2 separate regions of the Neogale vison genome follow, and region 1 is linked to region 2. Evidence: chromatin contacts called from public Hi-C data. All regions are on one chromosome and are shown on one strand. Each heading gives the region's core, a stretch centred on a gene start, on an enhancer-like site or on the middle of the called end of the contact. The rest is flanking DNA. Distances are from core to core; before and after follow the strand shown. Region 1 holds the start of LOC122912997 (inner centromere protein). Region 2 holds the start of TMEM258 (transmembrane protein 258).

The links. Hi-C and Micro-C count contacts between places; a contact is called where the count stands out from the background.
Region 1: a Hi-C map of muscle shows a contact between it and region 2, with 9 times the contacts expected there. The contact joins the promoter of LOC122912997 here to the promoter of TMEM258 in region 2. A contact is called at or near these places in 2 of 3 Hi-C or Micro-C datasets (fibroblasts and muscle).

Annotation. Positions count from the first base shown.
Region 1 is chr7:197,808,464-197,814,010 of ASM_NN_V1, reverse strand. LOC122912997 (inner centromere protein) reads right to left here and starts at 2,680. Exons shown (of 18, transcript XM_044259448.1): 1 at 2,511-2,680.
Region 2 is chr7:197,525,139-197,530,520 of ASM_NN_V1, reverse strand. It overlaps TMEM258 (transmembrane protein 258), which reads left to right and starts at 2,767. Exons shown (of 4, transcript XM_044259435.1): 1 at 2,767-2,866; 2 at 4,370-4,479; 3 at 5,057-5,193. The coding sequence starts at 2,864. The coding sequence ends at 5,183. It overlaps FEN1 (flap endonuclease 1), which reads right to left and starts at 2,755. Exons shown (of 2, transcript XM_044259433.1): 1 at 2,417-2,755; 2 at 1-686. The coding sequence starts at 665.

The sequences.
Region 1 (5,547 bases), core at 1,431-3,930, 280 kb before region 2:
CCCCCTACCACCTTCTCCCTTAAACTGAAATGCCCTAGAAATGGATGAGAGAGCGTGAGGGGAGTGGATAAACAATGTCTTAATTTTCAGAAAATACAAAAAACACAAAATCAATGTCTCTTCATTTCTAAAACAAACCAGCAACTCAGGTATCCTCCTTAAGGCTCAGTTATAAAATCATCATCAAAGCCCCAGGCCAGGAAGAAGTGTTCATTACAGTCACAACAGGAGCTCAGTAAACATCCTTACAGGGGAGTGAATGAGTGATGGACATCAGCCATCATAACACAGAGCATGTCTCCTGTCTCATGCCACGACAATGACCCACCGCCCTGATCTACACCCCTAAAAGCAAGAAACTGCAGAGCTCAGCCTCCCACTGAAGATGGAAGCCCCTGGTTGGGACATCTGGGTGCCACAGTCGGTTAAGTGGCTTGGTTTTGGCTTGGGTCATGACCCCAGGGTCACTCTGCTCTCAGCTGGGAGTCCAGAGTTTCTCCCTCCCTCTGCCCCTCCCCCACTCTGCACAAGTTCTCTTTCTAATAAATAAATATTAAAAAAAGAAATTGAAGCTCCCAGAAGGAGGTTCTAAATCACTGATCCCTTGACCCCCTCATAGAGCTTAACACCAGGCCCTGTTGCAGCTTCACAAGACTTCCTGGGGCCTGATTTCCAGGGCACGCTAGCCTTTGCTCCTCAAGCAAGATCTGTCCTCCATCTGGAAACTTCTGTCTCCGATTTGTACCTGCATCTCAGCAACACAGGAAGGACCTGACCACCACCAAGATCCCATCTATAGATTTCAGTTCTCTGCGTGGCACTTGGGTAACTGTGTATCTATCTGTTCACTTACTGCCTGTCTCTGTCCACTAAACATTTGCTCCCCCACTGTAAGCCTTTGTCTGTCTTGCTTGCAGATGAAAGCCCAGAGCCTGGCACAGTGCCTGGCATAAACGGACTACTTATTGAATGAATTAATTCATCTGTCAGTTCTACACCTAGAAATAAACATCCTATAGGTACCTCTCCCCCCAGGCAACACACAGGGACACCATTTGACACAGGTTAGGGCACGCCATACACAGGTTAGGCTCCTGCTCCTAGATGCCAGAAGCAGCCTTAATCAGGGTAGGGCCAGTTAGGAAGGACTGCAGAAGCTTTGGGCAGTAACAGCTCCGAAGCCAGCCAATCACAGGCATGGCCTCTGTGCTGCCATCCCTCCCCTCAGACCCTCTGTCCCAGAGCTCAGCCCTGGCAAACTGCAGGACCCCAGTTCCAGGCCAGGAAAGAGAAAATTGTTTAAAGAAGCCAAAACCAAAACAAAGGTTCACTCAAGAGCAACAGCAAGCAACCCTATACTATCTTTTTTCTTTTTTAAGTAATTGTTCAAAATAGCAGAGTTGGCGAGAGCTTCTTTTACAACGTGCAAAAAAAGTGTTTATTTAGGCTTCTTCCATGATAAAGGTGGTTTTTTTTTTTTTTTTTTTTTTTGAGACCTCAGCTTGGCTCTTTAAAAAGGGTCACTATAAGTTAGAACAGAGAGATGACTCTAAGAAAGGATCAGTGTACCACAGAGGCTCCTGGGAAGAACAGTAAGAAAATCTCTTCTGCCCGTGAAGAACCTGTGTGCACAAATCAGGGCAGCCAACATCCCACCAAGGGAGAAGGGAGCACACCTTCCTCTCCCAGTGCTTCCCTCACACCACCCACGAGACCACGGGCCCGTTTATTGAGGTGCAGGAAGTGGAGTACTTAACCGTCTACCACACCTCAGCGAAGGTCTGGTCGCGATCATAAATAGCTGCTCCCACTTACTGAGCCCTGCCTCAGTCTCAGGTAGGGCATCATCCCATTTACCGCCCACCATGATCTCAAGGACACCCGTGTGCAGATGAGGAAACTGAGGCAAGGAGAAGTCGAAGTCCCCCAGTAATGAGTGGATTTAAACCGTGCTCCTGACCACAATCTATGCCGCCGACTCGATTTCAGTCTCTAAAGGGTGGGTGCCTGGTTTGGGCCTGGACACCCGCAGGGAAGACCACGGCGGCGGGATGGAACCGAACCGCTCGCTGACTGCGGAAGTCCTTGCGGAGGGACAAATGAGGGGCGGCCCTGGCCTCCGGAAATGGTCAATTTAAAACGTTGCTCAGCTGGTGGGGGAGGTGTTGAGCGAGGGTTAACTGTACAGAAATGCCATCTGGCATAATCCCGGGTTGGTGTGCGTTTCATGTGCGTCCAGGTCAACAAAGGGTCTCCCAGCACAAAACAAGGCACCCGACCGGAAAGGGGGAGGAATATTATTCTTTCGGAATCTGGTGACCTAGGCGGAGGATAAGGGATCATCTCAGGCCCCAGGACCAAGGCAGATCACCTCGCCACCTGAAGAAGTGGCCCGTGCATTTCCAGGCCGCGGGGCGAAGCGGAGGGTGTCACACCCCCGCTCCGGAGTTGGCGGGAGGGTAGAGAACCGCCAACCACCCCCAGCCCCGCCGGCCGCCCCGCGCACTCACTCGACTGCACCGCGTCTGCTAAGTGCTGCTCCGATCCAAGTCCGGCGGCCTCCCTAGCAGAGCCCCCGGCCGGCCCAAAACTCTCCGCTCTGGGTCTCCAGGGCTCACCGCTTCGGAGACGCAATGGGGCCGCGCAGCGCGGCGAAACCTCCGAAATTTCAAAACTGAAGATTCGACCAATCCCAGGCGAGTTTGTCTAGACGCTACAAGACTCTAAGCCAATCAGATAAGAGAAAGCGCGAGCCCGGCCACCTATTAGCTACGTGGGTTGGCAGTCTGCGGGACTAAGGGGAGGGGAAAGGAAGGGCTGAAACTTTAACCTGCTCAGCTTCCGGGAGCGACGGGAGGCGGCGGAGGGAGGAAGTCGCGCCCGGCGGTGGATGCGCGCGCACACGACCCCTCACGCCGGAACTGCAAGCCCCAACATGCACTGCGACGTCCCGCGGGAGGCGGGGGAAGTCGTAGAGGAGGGGCGGGGTATCGGTGGGGCCGGACCTCAGGACCCTGCTTACATCGCGGGAACCTTAAGCTTTGCAGTTTCTTAGTCTAGCTCTCTTCTTCGTAATGGCATCTATCTGACCTCTGTCATTTTTTGAGACTTTAAAAGGATATTCTTTATAGAGCGCGCCAGACTTTGTGTTTCTCCAGAGCCCAGCAGCCTGAGTCCTACCTATACTGGCCCTTGAGTGTTTTTTTGGAACAGTGTTCTCAACCCCAAATGGCAATATTACCACGTCGAAAAATTTCTTTAGTCATTCACTTTACTCTGAGTCAGGGTTGCCAAAGCAATTAAATCTGGAAGAGGTACTCATCACCCGTGTTCATTGCTGCAGCATTATGAATAATAGCCAAGAGGTGGTGGCAGTCTAAATATTTATCAGTTGATGACTGGATAAAGAAAATGGGGCATAGGCATACACTGGACTATTGTTCCCCAGCCTTGCAGGGAAAAAAAAAAAATGCTGTCATCTGCTATGACACAGGTGAACCTTAAGGACACGATGCCAAGTGAAATGAGTCAGTTACAGAAAGACCAACATTTCATGATTTTGCTTACAAGAGGTATCTAAAGCAGTCAAACTCTTAGACACAGAAGGTAGAGTGGTGTGTTTGCCAAGTGCTGGGGGGGAGGAGGGGAGAGGGGAATTATTCAATATGGTTTCTGTTTTGTGAGATGGAAAATTACAAAAGTTTTAGGAATCTGCTGCACAATAATGTGCTTGTAGTTAATATACTGTAATGTCCATTTAAAAATGGTTAAGATGGTAAATTTTTATGTTTTGACCAAGATTGGGGGGAAAAAAAGTTAAGCTGGATCATCTTTCCAGTTCCTATGTTTCTGTGGCATAGCTTTTTTTTTTTTTTTTTAAGATTTTATTTATTTATTTGACAGAGAGATAGCAAGACAGGGAACACAAGCGGGGGGAGTTGGAAAGGGAGAAGCAGACTCTCCACAGAGCAGGGAGCCCAGCCTGGGGGCTGTGATTCCAGGACTCTGGGATCACAACCCCAGCAGAAGGCAGGTGCCCCTGAACCTCCTACCCAGTCTAGTTCCACTGCCTCCTTTCACAGGGGAATAACAATGGCCTTCACCCCCGGATGCCTTTTTGGCCCCCCATGTTTGTCTTACTTAGCCTCCTTTAGAGATGTCCAGCACTGCCCATTTCAACCCCCAAATCATGTCAAAGCAAACTGAGAGGCGGGAACGTGGGAGGAAAGTGTGTGTAAGGAGAAGTCTTGTTCTACTTCACCCAGCCCGAGAGGCCCGTGTCTACCTTGGAACACTGCCCTGTGGGACACAGGGAGGAACAACCTGGCCAATAACAGCGGAAACTTACCTCCAAGCTACCATTTCCTGAACGCCCACTCTGCGACTATATTCATTCCCACACTCTTCCATGCATTATCTCCTCACAACAGGCTGTAGAGTTTTATCCCCCTTTTACCTGGTGAAAAAAGAGGGTAAGTAACCTGTGGAGATAGAGTAGCTAAAGAACTGGAACCAAACCTCAAGTCTTAGGGCACCTGGGTGGCTCAGTCGTTAAGCGTCTGCCTTTGGCTCAGGTCATGATCCCAGGGTCCTGAGATCAAGCCCTGCATCGAGTTCCCTGCTTGGCAGAAAGCCTGCTTCTCCCTCTCCCACTCCCCTGCTTGTGTTCCCTCTCTCGCTGTGTCCCTATCAAATAAAAATAAGTAAAATCTTAAAAAAAAAAAACCCTCAAGTATCTGGAAGAGCTTACCTCCTCTTTAGGAAGAATTATTTAGGGCAGATGTGAGAAAAGAGATGTGTTTAGATGCCTTCAAATCACAGGAAGACTACCCTGCCCCCCAAAAAAAGAAGAATTAAACTTACTCTTTTTTTAAGTTTTTATTTAAAAAAAAATAAAGATTTTATTTATTTGAGAGAGAGTGAGAGAGGGCATGAGAGGGGAGAAGGTCAGGGGTAGAAGCAAACTCCCATGGAGTTGGGAGCCCGATGCGGGACTTGATCCCAGGACTCCAGGATCATGACCTGAGCTGAAGGTAGGTGTTTAACCAACCGAGCCACCCAGGCATCCTCCTTTGCCCATTTATTTTTTATTTTTTTAAAGGTTTTATTTATTTGTTCAATAGAGATAACAAGTAGGCAGAGAGGCAGGCAGAGAGAGAGGGAGAAGCAGACTTCCTGCTGAGCAGAGAGTACGATTTGGGGCTCGATCCCAGAACCCTGGGATCATGACCCAAGCCGAAGGCAGAGGCTTTAACCCACTGAGCCACCCAGGCGCCCCCTTTGCCCGTTTTAAAACTGGACTGTTTGTTTCATTGTTGTTGAGTGGTGGGAATTTTCTTATATATTTTGGATATGAACCCCTCATCGGATATGTGGTTTGCAAATATTTCCTTCCATTCTGTAGGTTGCCTTTTCATTCTATTGATTATTTGCTTCACTGGGCAGAAATTATAAAGTTTGAGGTAGTCCCATTTGTCTATTTTTGTTCTTGTTACCTGTGCTTTTAGTGTCACACCCAAGAAATCATCACCAGGCCACTGCCAAGGA
Region 2 (5,382 bases), core at 1,518-4,017:
TGCTCCTGGCTCAGGCCCAGCTCCTGCAGAATCCGGCTCAGGTGGAATTCCTGGATGGGCAGCTTCTTGGCCTCGCTGGCAGTCAGGTGCCGCATTAGCACGGGGCTGCCAAAGGTCAGGCAATCCATGTCCTCGGTGGCCGCGGCATAGACTTTGCCAGCCTTCACGAGGGCGGCACAGCTGGCCTCGGCCTCACTGGGCGCATCAAGGTACGGGACGCCCATGAGGCTCAGCAGGTGCTTGCACTCGTCATTGTGCTGCTTGGTGACCTTTACCAGCCTCTTAGTAAACTTCTCCACCTCCTCCTCGGCCCCCGCGGCCTGAGCCTGCTGCAGCTGCTTCTCCGCCTCCGCCCGCCGCTCGCTGCGTTTGGCCAGCTCACCCGACTTGAGCTGCGGCGGCTTGCCGTCGAAGACATACACGGGCTTGATGCCGTTCTCCATCATGCGGATGGTGCGGTAGAACATGCCCATCAGGTGGCTGGTAGTCTCCCCCTCCTCATTCTGCAGCACGTCCCCACCCTGGCGAACAGCAATCAGGAACTGATAAATGCTCATAGAGGCATCAATAGCCACCTTGCGGCCAAAGTAGCTCTTGATGTCATTCTCCCGGATGGCACCAGGGGCCACATCAGCAATCAGTTTGGCCAGGCCTTGAATTCCCATAGCAATACAGAGGAGGGACAGCTGAAAAAGAAAGGAGTAAAGTGAGAAGAGGAGGAATTTAAAGGATGCAAAGGCTCACGCTGCTATCTCACCAACTTCATGTCTTCAACCGAACAAACTGAGCCCAACAAGGACGACACCAATATGGAACCGCAGAAGATGAAAACACGAACGAGATAAGGTTGCCATTAGCAAAAAAACGTACCCTCTAACAAGTGAGGCCACTCAATTACTAGTAAGGCTTCCTGGGTATCGGAGGAAAAAACTGGGTGTTAAGAGGAATAAGATGCTGCTGGTGTTGAGGGACTTAAGGTTTCATGGAGAAGGCAGCAATAGGTCTCGCACGCAGTAAGGGCTACCACTGGGGTGGGCATCGAGGACCCCACGAGTCCGGAGGACAGTGCCTACCCTGGCCTGAGGAGCCCAGGGACCATAATGACAGAACCAAGCCCTAAAGGACAAGCAAATACTGGCTAAACAGAGATGACACAAGTACAAAAGCAACCATAATACAAAGCTGAATGTGCACAGTGGCCAAATAAAAACAGAAGTCATCTATCTTCTTGCCAACTCACTGACAACTCATACATTCCTCCTCTGTACCTTTATGCCAGTCACTGAACACCCCCAACTCATTCCTCTGGCTCCCCACCTCTTAGCAGTGGTGCCTGTTAGTTTTATGTGCCCACTCGGCTAGGCTGCGGAGCCCAGTTATTTACTCTAACACCAATCCAGGTGTTGTTGTGAAGGTAATTTTGTGACATCATCAGTTAACTTTAAGCAAAGGAGATTATCCTCCATCGCATGGGTGGGCCTCATTCAATCAGCCGTAAGGCCTTGGCAGCAATAACGTTTCCCAAAGAAATCCTGCCTGAGGGGCGCCTGGGTGGCTCAGTGGGTTAGAGCCTCTGCCTTGGGCTCAGGTCATGATCCCAGGGTTCTGGGATCGAGCCCCGCATCCGCATCGGGCTCCCTGCTCAGCAGGGAGTCTGTTTCTCCCTCTGACCCTCTCCCCTCTCATGCTCTCTCTCTCTCTCTCTCAAACAAATAAATAAAATCTTAAAAAATAAATAAAGCCATCGTGTGTCCACCGGTGGTCCAACACTCCAAGAAAGATGACACCAGACCTTTTCGCTGCTCCCACTTTTCAGGATTCTTTCTAAAGCATCATAAAGCTACAATCCCCGCTTCTACTCAAGTCCTAACACTCAACCTGGTGTCAAGATCCTCCGTGCTCTGCTTCCCAACCTACCTTCACAGTCCGGGAGAAGCCCTGCCCTTTCTCACGGCTGCTCAGCCGTGCCCTCCTCCCGCCATCCTCTGGCTCCTGCCATACACGGGTGCCCGGAACCGCTCCTCCCGCAGAAGCCACTCGATCGTCGGGTCCCGCCTCAGGCCGGCTGCTTTGCTAGAAGGCTTACCGAGGGGTCCGTGCCTGCCGGCCGGCCAGCCCCCCGCAGCCCCCAACAGCGGCAGGCGGGAAAGGGGTCTAAACCAGTGAAGTCTCCAAAATGTTTCTCATCCAGGACCTTGGTCAAAATACCCAACGGCCCCATAGAGTGCAAGCTATCTCCCGCCTTCCACACATGAAGGGAGGTCAGGCGACCGGTCCGAGTCGCAGAGCGGGAAGGTGGCGGGCCCGCGCTCTGGCTTCCACCCCGCGCGCGGCAGACGGCCCCCCGGCCCCCGCCCCAACACCCAGAGTGAGGTGGACCCCGCCGCCCTCGGACCCGCTTCCCACGGGGTCTCACCTGGCCTTTGGAGCGCGAGGACTGGACAGTAGCGCTGGGTCGGGTGCTGCCCAGGACGCTGCTCAGCTCCGCACCGTGCACAGCTCCGCAGCGGATCCTGTCGCGCTCCGCCGTCTTCCAAAGCCCGCGCTCCCGTCACGTGACCGCCGCCGCGCACAGCCTCCTGGGAAGTGTGGGGTCAGGTTCGACCCCCTCGGCCAGTTTCCCTTGGGCCAAACAGTCCCGCCGGGGAGAGCGAACCCTCTCAGCGGCTCGGGGGTACCCTTGCCCCAGCTCCACAGCAGGCGCCCACAGGCCGTAGCCCCCTCTACGCCCAAGCCCACAGGCCTACAAATCCCACAATGCCACTCGCGGGGGAGGCACTTCCTCTTCCGCAGAGCAGTGCGCCTGCCCCTGCCGACGTGTTATTCCGGTGGCTGAGCGGCGGATGACCCCGTGCCTGGCAAAATGGTGAGGGGGTTGAGGGGTGTTCTGCTCGGGACTGTGAGGACCCCTTGGGGCCCGTTCCACACTCGGTTTCTCTCGCGAAGGCCTCAGACGCCCGAGATCCAGACAGCCGGAGGCTCCTGTACCCTCCGGCTTGGGCTTAGGGGCGGGAAGGGAAGCCCCTTGCCTGGGATTCGTTAGGCTGAGGTTTTGATCTCTTGACGTTTAAGGGGTGAGGCGTGTGAGGTGCATTTTTAATACCTTGAGCTTTTTATCTGTGTCGCCTGTGATTAAGCTGTTATCTTTATGTGGAAACTTCTTCCTCCTGTTGAACTCCTACTCATCCTACGAGGCCCAGGGCAGATGCTCAACCTTCTTGGTGGTGGACGGCCGATTTGGCCGCTCTCTCCTGGGAGCTCCCACAACCTCCGTACAGACCTCTTGCCACATGTCCTGGACTTCTTTGTTATCTGCCACGCCTCCTAGTGACCACCATCGGACGTGCCTCTAGCTCTGGGATGATGTCTATTCATCTTTGTATTCCCAGTGCCAAACACAGGGCCTGCAATTGGAAGCCCAGTGAATGGCAGCCATTGTCTTTATCATTTTGGGGGGGAGGGAGCCCATAAATGTTTACTGAATTGAATTCCAGTGTCTCCTAGAACAATGGGGTCAGTTTATTTCTCTAGAGTTGTTATGTTCTGGACATTAGGAGCGTTGGCTGGGGAGTGACAATGGAAGTCAACATTTGTACAGAACTTTACCGTTTACAGCGCTCCTTCACAAGCATTACCTCATAATCTTCCCTGTAAGCTTGGGAAGGAAACAAGCACTTTTTGAACGACTACTCTATGCCAAGAAGTGAGCTAGTTGCTTTGACGTTTGTCATCTTTCTTAAATCATACACCAACTCTGTGAGTGGGTGTTATTATAACTGTTTTACTGAGACTCGTGTTATTCAGTAGAGCCAGATTATTAACCGAAGTCATTCCTAGTAGAGCCTGAGGTTCCATTAATAGCATAGTGGGAAGAAGACAGGTGTAGAAGTTGAGACTGGGTCCCAGCCCAGGCTCTGAATTACAGCAGAATTCTGAACTTGGTGTCTACAGACATGGGTCCATAGAGTTTCTAAAATTACAGGCAAACTTTTTCTTGCTTGTGGTTTACCCCAGGTGGGGTCCATACTTTTTATCACATTTTTTTCATAGTCATCAGTGGTCTCAAAAAATGTTAGGGACCACCGACGGATAACCAGTCAGTCACCTTCTGTGTCAGCCTCTGACTCTGAGCTGCCGTTCCTCTCTCATATTGAAAAAGCACAAGTTCCACCTTTAGTTTAAGATACCATTGATATCATTTCCAAATGGAATTGCTTGATGTTGGTTCTGGAGGACTTCTATATTTCCCAGGCAGGAACAGACCTTTAACAGTCCTAGAAGGAGGAGGCTCCTTGATGACCTCATACTACCCCCCTCAGATTGAAGTCCTGGGATTCTTTGATAGCTCTGATCTCATGCCGTCCCCTAGGAGCTAGAGGCCATGAGCAGATACACCAGCCCAGTGAACCCTGCTGTCTTCCCTCATCTGACCGTGGTGCTGTTGGCCATTGGCATGTTCTTTACGGCCTGGTTCTTCGTGTATCCTTTTACTGAGCAGCCAGTGAGGCCAGAATTAGCAATGTGGGGAAACTGAGGGAGAAACTGCTGGGTACATGCACACTGCCGGTTTTGCTCTGGTGTGGGAATAGGGGGAAAGTAAGGAGGTTGGAGAAAAGCTGTTGATGTCCAAGGTCAGGTGCTGGCCTTATTTCCCAAGTTCAGGGGAGCTTAGTTTGCTCTTCAGATTTCCAGGATAGTGAACAGAAGACCTGGCTGGGCTGGAGGTTGGGGATAGGGGATCTGAAGTTGGAAAAGTGGCAAAAGAAGGGAATGCTCAGGCGGCAGATCTGCGGACTAGTGTCAGTTCCACTGTCCGCTAGCTGTGTGACCTGGGGCAAGTGACCTAACCCCTCTGGGCCTGATTTTCTTCATGGCTGGTTGAGGGCTGGTATGAAGCAACAGAGTCAGGTCAGCTCTCAGGCCCCACTTCCTGGCTACCCTGAGCCAGGCAAGCCTTCTGGAAGGCTCACTGTGTACCTTTTTCCTGGCGCTGCACTGGCCAGGCTTCCTGTCCTACCCAGTCCATCCCTTTGCTTCTCCTTAATCATCCTGCCAGTTATGAGGTTACCTCCACCAAATACACTCGGGATATCTACAAAGAGCTCCTCATCTCCTTGGTGGCCTCGCTCTTCATGGGTTTTGGAGTCCTCTTCCTGCTGCTCTGGGTTGGCATCTACGTATGAGCTCCCAAGGGTAAGAGCTGTGACAGGGTGGGCACTAGAGAAGTTTCCCACATCCCCAGTAGCGGGGTCTTTGGGCCTGTGCAACACTGGTTAATGGTGACAGACTGCAGAGTGGAGAGGGATACCAGGCATGTGTGCCTCTTTCCCTGTCCCAAATGAGGATCTGTGTCCCATGTTGTGATTCTAAGTTCTGCACACT